Linked DNA regions of Oryctolagus cuniculus: region 1 is linked to region 2. A link is a contact called in public Micro-C data. All regions are on one chromosome and are shown on one strand. Each heading gives the region's core, a stretch centred on a gene start, on an enhancer-like site or on the middle of the called end of the contact. The rest is flanking DNA. Distances are from core to core; before and after follow the strand shown.

Region 1 (6,020 bases), core at 1,157-3,656, 400 kb before region 2:
TGACCAGCTGGCTAACAAGGGAGAGGTAGATGAACACATCTAGGATAATACAGATTTATGATGTGCATGGCTGAAAAACTGGGAGTGCCAGCAATCAAACTAGGAAATACAAGCAGAACAGCTGCAGTTCACAGGTCCTGTTGGGGACACAGGGATCCAAGTTTCCTGAGGCTCACACCTGAGCATGCCTGAAATACACAAGCATAGGAATGAACCACTGGCATGGCCACAGGGACAACCGTCCTCAACAGCCCCTGGACAACGGCAATCATCAAAGATGAGGGCAGGAAGATAAAGGTCACAAAACCACCCCCCAACCCCAACCTCCGTCAGTTGGGAGGTACAACAGAGGAGGACCTGGAGGAGCAGGATGAGAAGGAACAGAAAGGAAGGGTCACATCATGAAAGCCTGGGGGAGCAGAAAGTTCACACAAGTGGGAATGGCGTATAGACTGTCAGACACCTTGCCCATCCTTACTCAGGCTAGACTACTTGTGGTGTGCATCTCTACCAAGTTCAAGAGCAGGGCGTGGGCTGTACCAACAATAATGGGATCTCAAAGCTCAGGAGGCACATGAGGGCGGTATCAGCACAGGTTAGGACTTGAGTGGGCAGCACCGAAGTGAACGTGTTCTTCCTGGAGTGACCTTCCACTAAGAAGATGTCTCCAACCAGGCGGAAGCTGATCTGGGGCTGGGTGAGGCTGAGACAAAACAAAGGTCAGCTCCCGCTGAGGTCATTTTCCATTGTCACACCACACTCCACCGGGCAGCTGATCCACCTGTCCGTCTTCTCCCTCCTCAGACAGAACACTGACAACCAACCCCGTTCCCCTCCTTGGTCTCAAAGAAAAGTTTTCACTGGGTTCTGGAAGTTACTAATTTCAAGTCTGCAAAACCTTTCCCTTGTAATCTTTTTCCAAGTGTCGGTCTTTCTTCTGTGCATGGGGATTAAGGGCAAGTTCCCACACCCACCTCAAGTATTTGTTAAGATAACAGGAGAGCATTTTGCAGCTTTTCTGAGATTTTAGAAGACAAGGGTGAAGGGAGGAGATAGGCAATGCAGAAATGCCTGAGAACACCGCTGCGGAATTATTTGAAAGTGGGGACACGGGTTAAATATTCATCAACAAGTGAAAATTCAGCTCTGTGGTGCAATTGTAAATTATGGTTATTAAGCACTTAGATGTCGGTTTATTGGAAGAAAGTTCATTGATATAAGACGTAATAGTGAAATAAATAAAATTGTTACTGGAGACACTATAAAAGTAATACCAACACAGGATCATTTCAATCTTGCAGGGGAAAAAGCAGGCTTCGGTTGCTTCCCAAGCCGGACACGGCGCTCCGGCACCGCACGAGGCCCTCGGCGCGGGTGTCCCGTCCGCGTACCCAGGCCGTCGCGCCCGTCTGGAGCCCCCCATCCGCCGCGTCCCGAGCGCCGGTGTCGTGAGGAGCTACAGCAGCCGCAGCCGCAGCCGCAGCCACCTGGGACGACCACATGCGCCGTCCCGAGCATGCTCAGTCGGGTCCTGACCCACTTCTGCCCGTCGCAGGTCGGCGAGCGTGGTGAAGGCGCTGCCAGAATCCGAGAAAAGCCTAGAGACGGCGAGCCGCTGACAGCCTCCTCTCCCAGACATTGATTCCTGACCCGGCGGCGAACAGCCCGGGTCGGCTGCAGGCGCCACCGGGAGCGTCAGTTCGGAAAGTCCACCTCTCCGGGTTTTCTTAGCCGCCGGAGCAGAAGAGGGCGGAGCCGAGTAGCAGGCGCGGGGAGGCGTGGCCGAAGGGGGCGGGCACAGAAGAGGGGGCGGGGCCTGGCCCGGACCCGGGCGAGCGGCGGTCTCTGTGAAGTCTGGAAAAAAAGTCTACGCTGCAGGATCATGCGGGGAAACTATTGCGGGTGTTAAAAAATAAACTAATTTAGGACAGTCTTTTATTATTATTATTATTAAGATCCATTTCTCATTAGAGAAAACGTAGAAACTATAAATTAAAAAAATACAGAAAATTAATTTAAAAGTAACCCCGAACCCCACTACCCCGCAGCAGCAGCGAGCGCCCCGCCGGCCTCCCGCGCCGCGCTGCGCTCTGACACGTTCAGCTGCACGGCAGCCGGCCTCACGCCGTCGCGTGGGCTGCGTGGCTCCCGCTCCCGGCCCGGCATGCGGCCCCCGCCAGGCGCCTCCTCAGCACTCGTGCCACGCGACACCGGAGAGTTGCGGTGCGAGCCCCGCGGCGTCGGAAAGAGATCTACTAAGCCTCGGCTGGCCGAGCCGACCCCGGGCCCGCGGGCCGCCGCCGCCGACCTCCTGCGAGGGAAGCTCCCACCGCTCCCGCACGCTCGCCCGCGCCCCGCCCCCGCCCGCGGCCGCCGCCAAAACCCGGCGGCGACGCCCGCTCGGCTCCGCGCCTCCGCACCGCCCGGCGGGCCGCACTGGGCATGCTCGGCGCCGGCCGGCTCCGGCTCCGGGAGGTGGGAGGCTCCGCACTCGCGGCCGCCCGCCGTGCAGCCCGCATCGCTGCCAGGCGCCGGAGGAGGCGGCTCGCCCGCAGCAGGCGCTGTCAGGCGTCGGGCGCAGAGCCGGGGGCGCGGCGGCAGCGGTGCGGCTGGCCATGGCGAGGGGTGCGCGGCGACCCCCTGAGTGGCGCAGCGGTGTCAGGTTAGCCGGGGCGTCCCTCGAAACGGCGCGGCGGGGCTCGGCGGGAGGGAGCCGTACCCGATCGGCGGCCGGGGCCGCGGAACTTTCGGGTGCCTGGGCTGGCGGAGCCCGCAGCGAAGGCTGCGCGCGGGAAGACAGCAGCAGCTGGCTGCGGAGGGTCGCAGGATGCTTGGGAGATCCGTCCCGGGCGGGGGCTGGCGGGCAGGGGACAGCCGCGTCCCGGGGTCGCGCCCTCACCTTCCGAGGGCGAAAGCTCCGGTGTCCCCTGCGCTCCTTCGGGGAGCCTCCCGCGTCTCCGGAGGAGAAAAGGACGCCAAGCAGTGGCGGGGGTGGGGGGTGGGGGCCTTCGCCCATCCGGGGTCGCTTGGAGCCCCGTGCCTCAGTTTACCCCGCATAGGCACGAGGCTGCCCTGGCCGCGGCGCCTAAGGTCTTGAGTGCGGGCTCCCCATCGGGAACCGGAGGGCGCCGCGTCCTCCTGCCGCAGGAGTGCTGGGAGCTCCGAGTGCCACGAGCCGCCGCCTCTCGGCCGGAGCTCTCGGAGTTTGTCGCATTTGACACCACAGCAAGTTGACAGCGAATTGTTTGTTGGCTTAAAGTGGGGAAACGTGCTTCAGTGGGCTTAGGAAATAAAGTAATTGCAGAACTGATTTATTTTAAGCCTAATATTTAACACCATTACCTCTTCCAAAAAAATTACTTGACTTGCAAATTCCAAGATGCATAAAGCGAGCTAGCAAAAAAGCAAGAAGAATCTTTGCAGGTCTATTATGTGCTCATAATGTAAAAAATACTGTTATGGTTGCATTGTTATTTAAGAATACTTGTTAGCAGAAGAGTCTGGTTACTGTAGCAGTCTATTTTGCCTTATCTTGGAAACATAGCATTGCAGAAGAGCAATGTTTTTTGAGATTTTCTCACTTTTGTTTCTAAGTGAAACACATTTTTTCAGTTGCTACTATGTTGAAACATAGTAAAATTTCAGTATGAAATCCAAGATGGAAAAAGATGTCTTTTAAAACAATGTAGCTCTAGTGATATTTTACATATTACAGAAAAATGCACTTTGTGTGCCCCACTGCAGTTTTTGCAGTTTCTTCCTAGAACATTTAGTACTGCAGCTATAAGAATTACCTGCATCTAATAGGAGTACGGTAGACAATCCTTGTTCTAGCAAGAACAAGTTCTGCCTCTAACCACAGCTAGATTCTCAAGCCTGTTTCCATAAGTATTGCTTAATGGGTTCAATTGTTTTATTTGTTAAGTTTGTTGTAAAACTTCTTGTTTGCATTTTTAATAGACTTTAATAGACTTTAAGAGGGTATTGACTTTTCATTGGGTTGTGAATAGTCTTCAAAAGTAGGGGCTTGCTTATAAGCCGGAGATGGCTCCAGCTCTAATTCCAGATATTTGGGTGATTTTCCCAGATTGGCTGTGTGCTGTACTTGTACACAACTGAGATTTAATATCAGGAAAGCCTTGAGCTATTGGAACAGCAGTAGCAGCAGCAGGATTACTATTTGTGAAAGTTAGACCTTCACTTCTCATTTTAGCTACATAGTTTGGTTGGAGATATTCATTGCTTCTAAATGTATTTCTAAGGACTTTTAGCAAAATTGAGAAGTTTAAAAAACTCAGACACAGATACTGAATTGATTTAAATTTTTTGTTGACACATAATAATTGTCCATATTTATAGGCTACAACGTGATACTTTGATATATGTATATAAAGTGTAATGATCAAATCAGGTAGCTAGCTTTGTGCTTCCTTTTTCTTTAAAAATGCATCAGGTTTAAAATCTGCATGGTTTGTTTCCTAATATGCATTTTCTATGAACTTTCTAAAGACTCCCTGGTATGAATGGATTTAAAAATTTTTTTGCACCAAAACAAACTTTTAATTCTATTTTCCGTGAAATTTTTGACATACCCTCCTATGCGGGTCTCATTCTCAGATTGCATTCCCAAATGGAAACAACCTTAGCCTTGGGTTTTTTCAGACATAGAGGAAGCAGCTAGGCCTTATTTACCTTTTGTGAAGAAGAGGTTTAAGACAGATCAATGGGCCCTTTTCCTGATCTAAAAATCCCAAGCCATGAAATTCAACCAAAGGCTTATACACACTGCCCTTAACTTCAAAACTTCTACGTTCTCCTAACCTAAAACTAACAAAAACCAACAGGGGTTAGGTTGAAGAGGGAGTCTGTTATTGCTCATGAAGGAAAAGTAACAAAGTAGAATTTGTATTTAAGTTACAAAACAGGTGATAATTGTTTATCTTTTGTACTAAACTATTGGGTTCTTGCAGCTCAGCTGCTAGGGACATAATTTTTAGTTTTGTTTCCATCTTAGGTACTTTGATATGATGTTGTCATATCAGCTATTCATGGCAAACTATTGCCTTTAAAAGTAGATCTTCCCCCATATATATATATATATATATATAATATGTAATATATATTCAAATTCTTTGGCTTGCAATTTAAATACTTGAGTCTATTTAAATTTGACTTGCTGTGGATTCTTATTCTGTTTCTAAAGTGAGATACTGAAATACCAAATAAATATTCTAGCCAAGTTGTGTTTAACACAGCTCAAGCCAATTTCTTAGGCAAGTGGGATGGTTTTTGGCTTTTTTTTTTTTTTTTTTTTTTTTTTTTTTTTTTGGAATATCACTTCTAACTCAGCCTCTAACCCAGCACTTGGAATGTGACTAACCTCGTCCAGCTTAGCCCAGGAGGACCTGTAAAACTTGGACAGTATTTTGTATTCCATGGTCAGTCACATTAAAGTTAGGAATCGGGGCCGGTGCTAGCATTCCATAAAGGTGCCAGTTCAAGTCCTGGCTGTAAGGCTACCACAAAACACCAAACCCAGAGTAAGGGAAAGGGTTTATTGGGGGAAACCCGACAGACGGGAGGGAAGGGGAGAAGAAGGAAAAGAGGGAGAAGGAGAGTGTAAGAGAGAGAGTGAGAGACATCAAGAGACAGAGAGAGAGAGAGAGAGGCCATGAGTTCAACACTGGTGGTTGGGCCATGGGGTCTCCTGGCTTCCAGCAACGGTGGTGGGAGCTAGAGCCTATAATGGTGTTCAGGCTGTAAATCGTACCATAGATAAGACTGTGCCATTATTTTTTTTTAAAGATTTATTTATTTATTTATTTGAAAGAGTTACACAGAGAGAGGAGAGGCAGAGAGAGAGTAAAAGGTCTTCCATCTGATGGTTCACTCCGGAGTCAAACTGGCTGCAACGGCCAGAGCTGTGCCGATCAGAGCTTCTTCCAGGTCTCCCATGTGCGTGCAGGGGCCCAAGGACTTGAGCCATCCTCCACTGCATTCACTTCCCAGGCCACAGCAGA
Region 2 (6,300 bases), core at 2,673-5,172:
GATTCCAACATACTATTAATGCACAACCTAGGAGGCAGCTGGTGATGGACAGTTCAGGTAGTTGGGTTCCTGCCACTCATATGGGATGCCAGAATTTTGTTCCAGTTCGACTCTGGCCTGGCCCAGGCTCTGCTGTTACAGGCATTTGGGAAGTGAACTAGCAGATAGGAGACAATTGTCTCTCACTCTTATTCTCTGTCCCTCTTTAAAATAAATAATACAAGTTGCAAAATAATGTTTATACTGTAATTCCATTTTATAATATTAATATATAAATATATACTTATGTATATTTTATGAAACTAGAGAAAATGTAGATGATATTCATGAAATTGTTAATATTGCTTTCATGGAGGAGTGAACACAGAGATAAAGCTCTGGAATGGAGACTGGAAGCTTTATCTTTGTGTATTTATGTTACTGGTTGGTTGCAAAAAGCAAAGCTCCTTTGTTCCAAAGAAAAATCCAATTAAATAAAAAAAGCAATGGAACTCAGAAACATTATTTTGTAATAATAATTAAAATAGACTGTATAGAGGTTTATAAACCAGAAAGGGAAATCATCAAGTAATCATCTTAATGCAGAAAGAATAACTTGCTTTATTTACTTGATAATGTCAGGACATTTTTCTCTATCAATAAAAATGGACTCTACTCACTCTTTTTAATCACTTTAGGGTATTACATTGTTTGAATATAATTTAATTCCTTATTAGACATTTACATTGTTTCTAGTCTTTCTGACTATATGCAATAATGATTATCCTTGTTTATACATTTTTGCCCAGTTTAACTGTGAGTCAAAGGCTATGCATGTTGCTAGGATGTCTCCTAGAAACACTGTAACAGTGTATATTCTCACCAGCAGTTTATGACAGGAGCTTAAATTATCTTAAGAAGACACCTGGCTAGACCTCCTCCTGCAAACAGCAAAAATGAATTTGCTTGTATTACCAATTGGCAATGTTTTCATGCAAATGGATGTGAGTAGAATGAGAGCTATTGTGCAGATACCAAACTTCCTGCTAACTAAGAGTGGGAGAAGCCACAAGATGTTTGCCCAAAGAAGGAATAAGGAAAATAAAGTCTTTATAGTTGCGTGGAGAGTGTGAAGAGAAGAGAAAGTGCTGCAGATCTGCTCCAGTTTGCCCAGTAGGATGGCTTGCAGTGCCATCTTCTGGCAAAGATGCCAGGAACAACATTTCTGGGGCAAATATTGTGGCATGGGGAGTTGAGATGCCTGCATCCAATACCAGAGTGCATGAACGGAGTCCCCACTCCCCTTCGGATCTTGCTTCCTACTAGTGTGCATCCTGAGATGCAAGAAGTGATCATGGGTCAAGTACCTAGACCCCTGCCATCCATATGGGAAACCTGGGACAGGGAGTTCCTGGCTCCTGGCTTCTACTTGGCTAGGAGCTAGTTGTTCTGGGCATTTCTGAGTGAACCAGTCGATGGAACATTCTCTCACTCTGCCTTTCAAATAAATAAAAATTACTTTTATTTTTTAAAAGATTTATTTATTTGAAAGTCAGAGCTTCAAGAGAGGGTCATACAAGAAAAAGTGACAGAGACATCTTCCATCCACTGGTTCACTCCTCAGATGGCCACAATGGCCAGGTCTGGGCCAGACCAGAGCCAGTAGCTAGGAATTTCTTCAGGGTCTCCCACATGGATGCAGGGGCCCAAACACTTACGCCATCTTCCGCTGCTTTCCCCTGGCTACAAGGAGGCAGTTGGATTAGAAATGAAGCAGATGGGACTTGAACCAGCACCCATACAGGGTGCTGGCATTGCTTACAGTGCCTTTACCTGTTAGGCCACAATGCTGGCCCCTAAAAATAATTTTAAGAAACTAAAATAACACCCTTTTAAGTTTCCACAGTAGTTATAGAGCATTTCTTATAAGCACAGCAAATCCAAAGACTGGCATGAAAACCCAGATAAGTTGACTTGGAGGGGTGGTGTGTTGGGGAGGAGATGGGATAAAAGGAGGTGGGTTTTTTTTTTCAGTTTATTAATATAAAAGGAACATTTAATGTATTTCATATATATAGTTTTTTTGTGTGTGTGTTTTCTCAAGGCAAGTATCACTCAGAAACAAATTTTTTTTTTTTTTTTTTTTTTTTTGTGACAGGCAGAGTGGACAGTGAGAGAGAGAGACAGAGAGAAAGGTCTTCCTTTTGCCGTTGGTTCACCCTCCAATGGCCGCCGCGGCTGGCGCGCTGCGGCCGGCACACCGCGCTGATCCGATGGCAGGAGCCAGGAGCCAGGTGCTTTTCCTGGTCTCCCATGGGGTGCAGGGCCCAAGCACCTGGGCCATCCTCCACTGCACTCCCTGGCCACAGCAGAGGGCTGGCCTGGAAGAGGGGCAACCGGGACAGAATCCGGCGCCCCGACCGGGACTAGAACCCGGTGTGCCGGCGCCGCTAGGCGGAGGATTAGCCTAGTGAGCCGCGGCGCCGGCTATTTCATATATATAGTTTTAAGAACATAACAATACTTCTGGCCTTCCTCCCACCTTTTTTTATTTTTAATGTTTGCAATAACATACTTTCCATTTACTTCATACTCACAAACTTAATCCTCCACTAAGTAAAGAATTCAACAAGTATGGGGCTGGCCCTGTGGCGTAATGGGTAAAACCATTGCCCATGTTGCCAGCAACCCATACGTACGCCAGCTCAAATCCTGGATGCTCCACTTCTGATCCAGCTCCTTGCTGATGTGCCTGGGAAAGCAGCTTAAGATAACCCAAGGTCTTGGGGCCCTGTAGTCAAGTGGGAGACCCAGAAGAAGCTCCTGGCTACTGGCTTGGAACCAGCCCGGCTTTGGCAGTGGAGGCCATTTGGGGAGTGAACCAGCAGATAGAAGATCTGTCCCTCCCTCTTTCACTCTCCCCTTCCCTGTAACTCTGCCTTTCAAATAAATATTTTTAGGAAAGTTCAACAAGTAGATCATCGTTAGGAGATAGATATCTGTTTTTTTAAACTTTTATCTAATGAATATAAATTTCCAAAGTACAGCTTATGGATTACAATGCCCCCCCCCCACAACGCCCCTCCCACCCGCAACCCTCCCCTTTCCCACTCCCTCTCCCCTTCCATTCACATCATGATTCATTTTCGATGGAGATAGATATCTTTAAAGCAAATAGCTGAACCCTTCAATCTGAGGTCTCTGGCAATGTTTCTGGTCTCTCCACCCAGCTACATCTAACGCTTGTATAAGAGGTACCAGTGAGGAGGGCAACGAAGTTAGCAAACAAGCCACTATCGTCCTATGGCTTCAGGTTTGGATTCGCCAAAGTGGTGAGGTTATTTTATGCCAGGTAACCTGGCAGCTTACAGGGCAGAGGATCTGATCTCTCATAATAGCTTTAGGCGAGTCTATCTTTGCAAGCCCTGCAGTGAGGAAAAGTATTTAGACGGCTGTGCACTGCCACACACTGCGGCATGCAGATGAGTCACGTGTACCCAACCCAGATATAAAGTGCAGAAAGCCACATTATGCTTCTGTCCTTTTACATTTCAAGACTTAAAAAATACTTCCCTGCTTAAATCATCCACCACGACATGAAAAATAGTAAGAAAAAGGCTTGCTCTTTAAAGCAAAATCCCTTTGTAAATTGTGGCATCTCTGTTAGCAGTATACGTTCAAGTAAAAATAAAATCCTTTCCGGTGTAGTATGTGTGGGAAAAAATTCGTAATATGCCTCATTCCAGAACAGCTTCCACTGGTGCGTTCCGGGCATTGCTGCCTTGCCCCTTCCAGCTTCACAGCCCTCTCACTCCAGTTCCTCTTCTCCCACACCGTCCATTCCTCCATGCTCTCTCCCACCTGCAGTGCCGCGCTCTCAGCTCGCGCGGACCCCGCCCAGTCTCGCCGCTCCTTCCCCGCCAGCTCGGCGGCGCGCCGGCTACCGCGTGCTGACGTCACACGCCGGCGCCGGTGACTAGCCGGCCGCTCCTCCCGATTGCTTTCTCTGCACCCCCTACCCGCTCCGCCCGGGTTTGGGGCGGCTTGCGTGTGGGGTCCTTACCCTGGAGTTCCCAGCGGTGGTCCCTATATCCCGGATTCTAGAGCTGGCATTGCGAGGCAGGAGTGCGAAGCAGTCAGGTAGCCTCTGACTCCTAGGTGCTGCCCGTCCGCCTCCCCGCCACGCCCCGCCGAGGCCACTCGCCGCGACCTCGGTGAAGTTGGAGAGGCGGTCACCGAGGCGCTGCCCCTGCCGCCACCCGCCGTTTCCAAGGGGGTCAGAAACCAGTTTGTTTGTTTCCTCAGGCGCTGTGGGCCTTTGGGGCGCTAGGCGCAGCGACACGGAGTTAAGTCTGAAGTGTCAAGCACAGACGAGTGTCAGGTGTGGGAGCCTCTGCGCCCCCTTGTATTCTGGGCTGTGAGCTGCTCCTGCTTAGCCAGTCTTGGTTTCAGGATGTTTTCAAAATGCACGATGGTGCATCCGCCTCGTTAAGTCCAACAGGAAGACCGCCATACCTGGACCTGTGCTTACTGGTCATCACCGTTATTCCTACCAAAGTCCTGTGTCATTAAGGTGAGTCGCATTTGGGGGAAGCAATGACGGGCAAAATACTACAGTCATACTGGAAATGAGGACTCCTGCTTGTTAGACTTGCTTCTGTAGAGATTGCATGGCTACTTACCTTAAGAATTTATTTGCACGGGAAAGCCCTCCACCTCATTAAACTGTTAATTCTCCAAGGAACTGTGTATATTACCGAGCAGTCCTTGGCCATTATTTTTAAAGCTAGAGTGAAAAGAGAATTAGCAGCCATTTAAATTACCTGTATCATACTTGTCTCCTATCTTAAAGGAGATATACCTTTTCATTAGGAGACAATGAGTAGCAGTTAACTGGTTAAGTTAACGTTTCAGTTTTCATGATTTTTCAGTTTCCGTATTTAAAGCATTAAAAGTTTTGTAAGAGATCATTGTAACTCTTCATACAAGCCTATTTATTATTATTGTCATGTAACATCTCCAAGTAGTAGAACTTTTTTTATGTTTTGCGAAGTTGCATTAGAAATGTTTATGGAGCTTTAATAGTAGTTTCCAATCTAAACTAATAAAGACCTTACAGTGCAGCAGTATTGTTGAGATGGTGGAGGGGAGCCAGATATGGAGAGAAGTTCTTTGTTTCTAGTTTAGATTGGATTGATGTTAGAGAATCTACAGCTCTGTTTCATTGCCTATTATTGTAGGTGAAAAGTAAGAAGGTTGCTTTGTGGGAAAACAGGTTTTTGCACAGAAAAAGTCACTGTCAGGAATCCAGTAAAGGTTTTAGAACTTGACCACAAAAGTTCTTTTGAGGTCATGTTAATAATCTATTAGGGGCAGGCATTGTGGCATAGCGGGTAAAGCCTGTGACCCGGGGTATCCCATGTGAGTGCTAGTTCGAGTCCTGGCTGTTCTACTTTTGATCCACCTCCCTGCTAATGGCCTGGGAAAGCAGCAGATGGCCCAGCCCCTGCTGTTTCGGCCATCTGGGAAGTGGACAGTGTATGGAAGATATCTCTCCCTCTCTCTCTGTAACTCTGACTTTCGAATAATACATTGACAGTGTATTCCAAGTGAATTTTACACTTTCTAATCTCTTGTCTTCTCATTTAAGTCATGAACTTGACTTTTTTTTTTAATTTATTTGAAATGTCTGCTGTCTCTCACTCTCTCTGACACATGCGCGTACACACACACACACCTATCTTCCATCCCCTGAATTACTGATCAAATGCCCACAATAGCCAAGGCTGGGCCAGGCTAAAAATACAAGCCAGGAACTCACACCATGTCTCCTACATGTTTGGCAGGGACAGAACTACTTGAGCTATCACCTGCTCTCAAGCTATCACCAGGATGCACAAGAATCAAATTGGGAGCAGAGCCAGGACTTAAACCCAGGTACTCTGATACAGGATGCCGGTGTCTAACACTGTGCCAAATGCTTGACACAGTTCTTTATTTGCATGTTGGCAGTGCCCATTACAGAATCCATCCAATGTTGTGTGAATAGATTTACAGAGAATAAAAGTATTTTGAAATAAGTCTAATAATAATCTCAATTTTTTCACATAATGAGAAATACCGAAGGGACTTTATTCCATGAAAAGTTAAATAAATCCTCTCTCACAATTCCAAATTGTATTTATTACTCTGGGCAAGCTGGATGAATGAATTATAGCTGCAGAAAATTCCAAGACATTTTGAAATGTGTTCACATTGCCTTTACCAAAATTTCCCTTCAGGACAACCTGCCCATCAAATATCTTAGGCAGTTGATGCAGG

The links. A called contact is a pair of places that touch in the nucleus more often than the background predicts.
Region 1: a Micro-C map of ear pinna shows a contact between it and region 2, with 5 times the contacts expected there. The contact joins the promoter of MFAP3L here to the promoter of NEK1 in region 2. A contact is called at or near these places in 4 of 6 Hi-C or Micro-C datasets (ear pinna, psoas muscle, skin fibroblasts and 1 more).

Annotation. Positions count from the first base shown.
Region 1 is chr2:52,629,632-52,635,651 of mOryCun1.1, reverse strand. It overlaps MFAP3L (microfibril associated protein 3 like), which reads left to right and starts at 2,406. Exons shown (of 2, transcript XM_070068293.1): 1 at 2,406-2,662. The coding sequence starts at 2,443.
Region 2 is chr2:52,229,442-52,235,741 of mOryCun1.1, reverse strand. NEK1 (NIMA related kinase 1) reads left to right here and starts at 3,922. Exons shown (of 35, transcript XR_011386262.1): 1 at 3,922-4,552.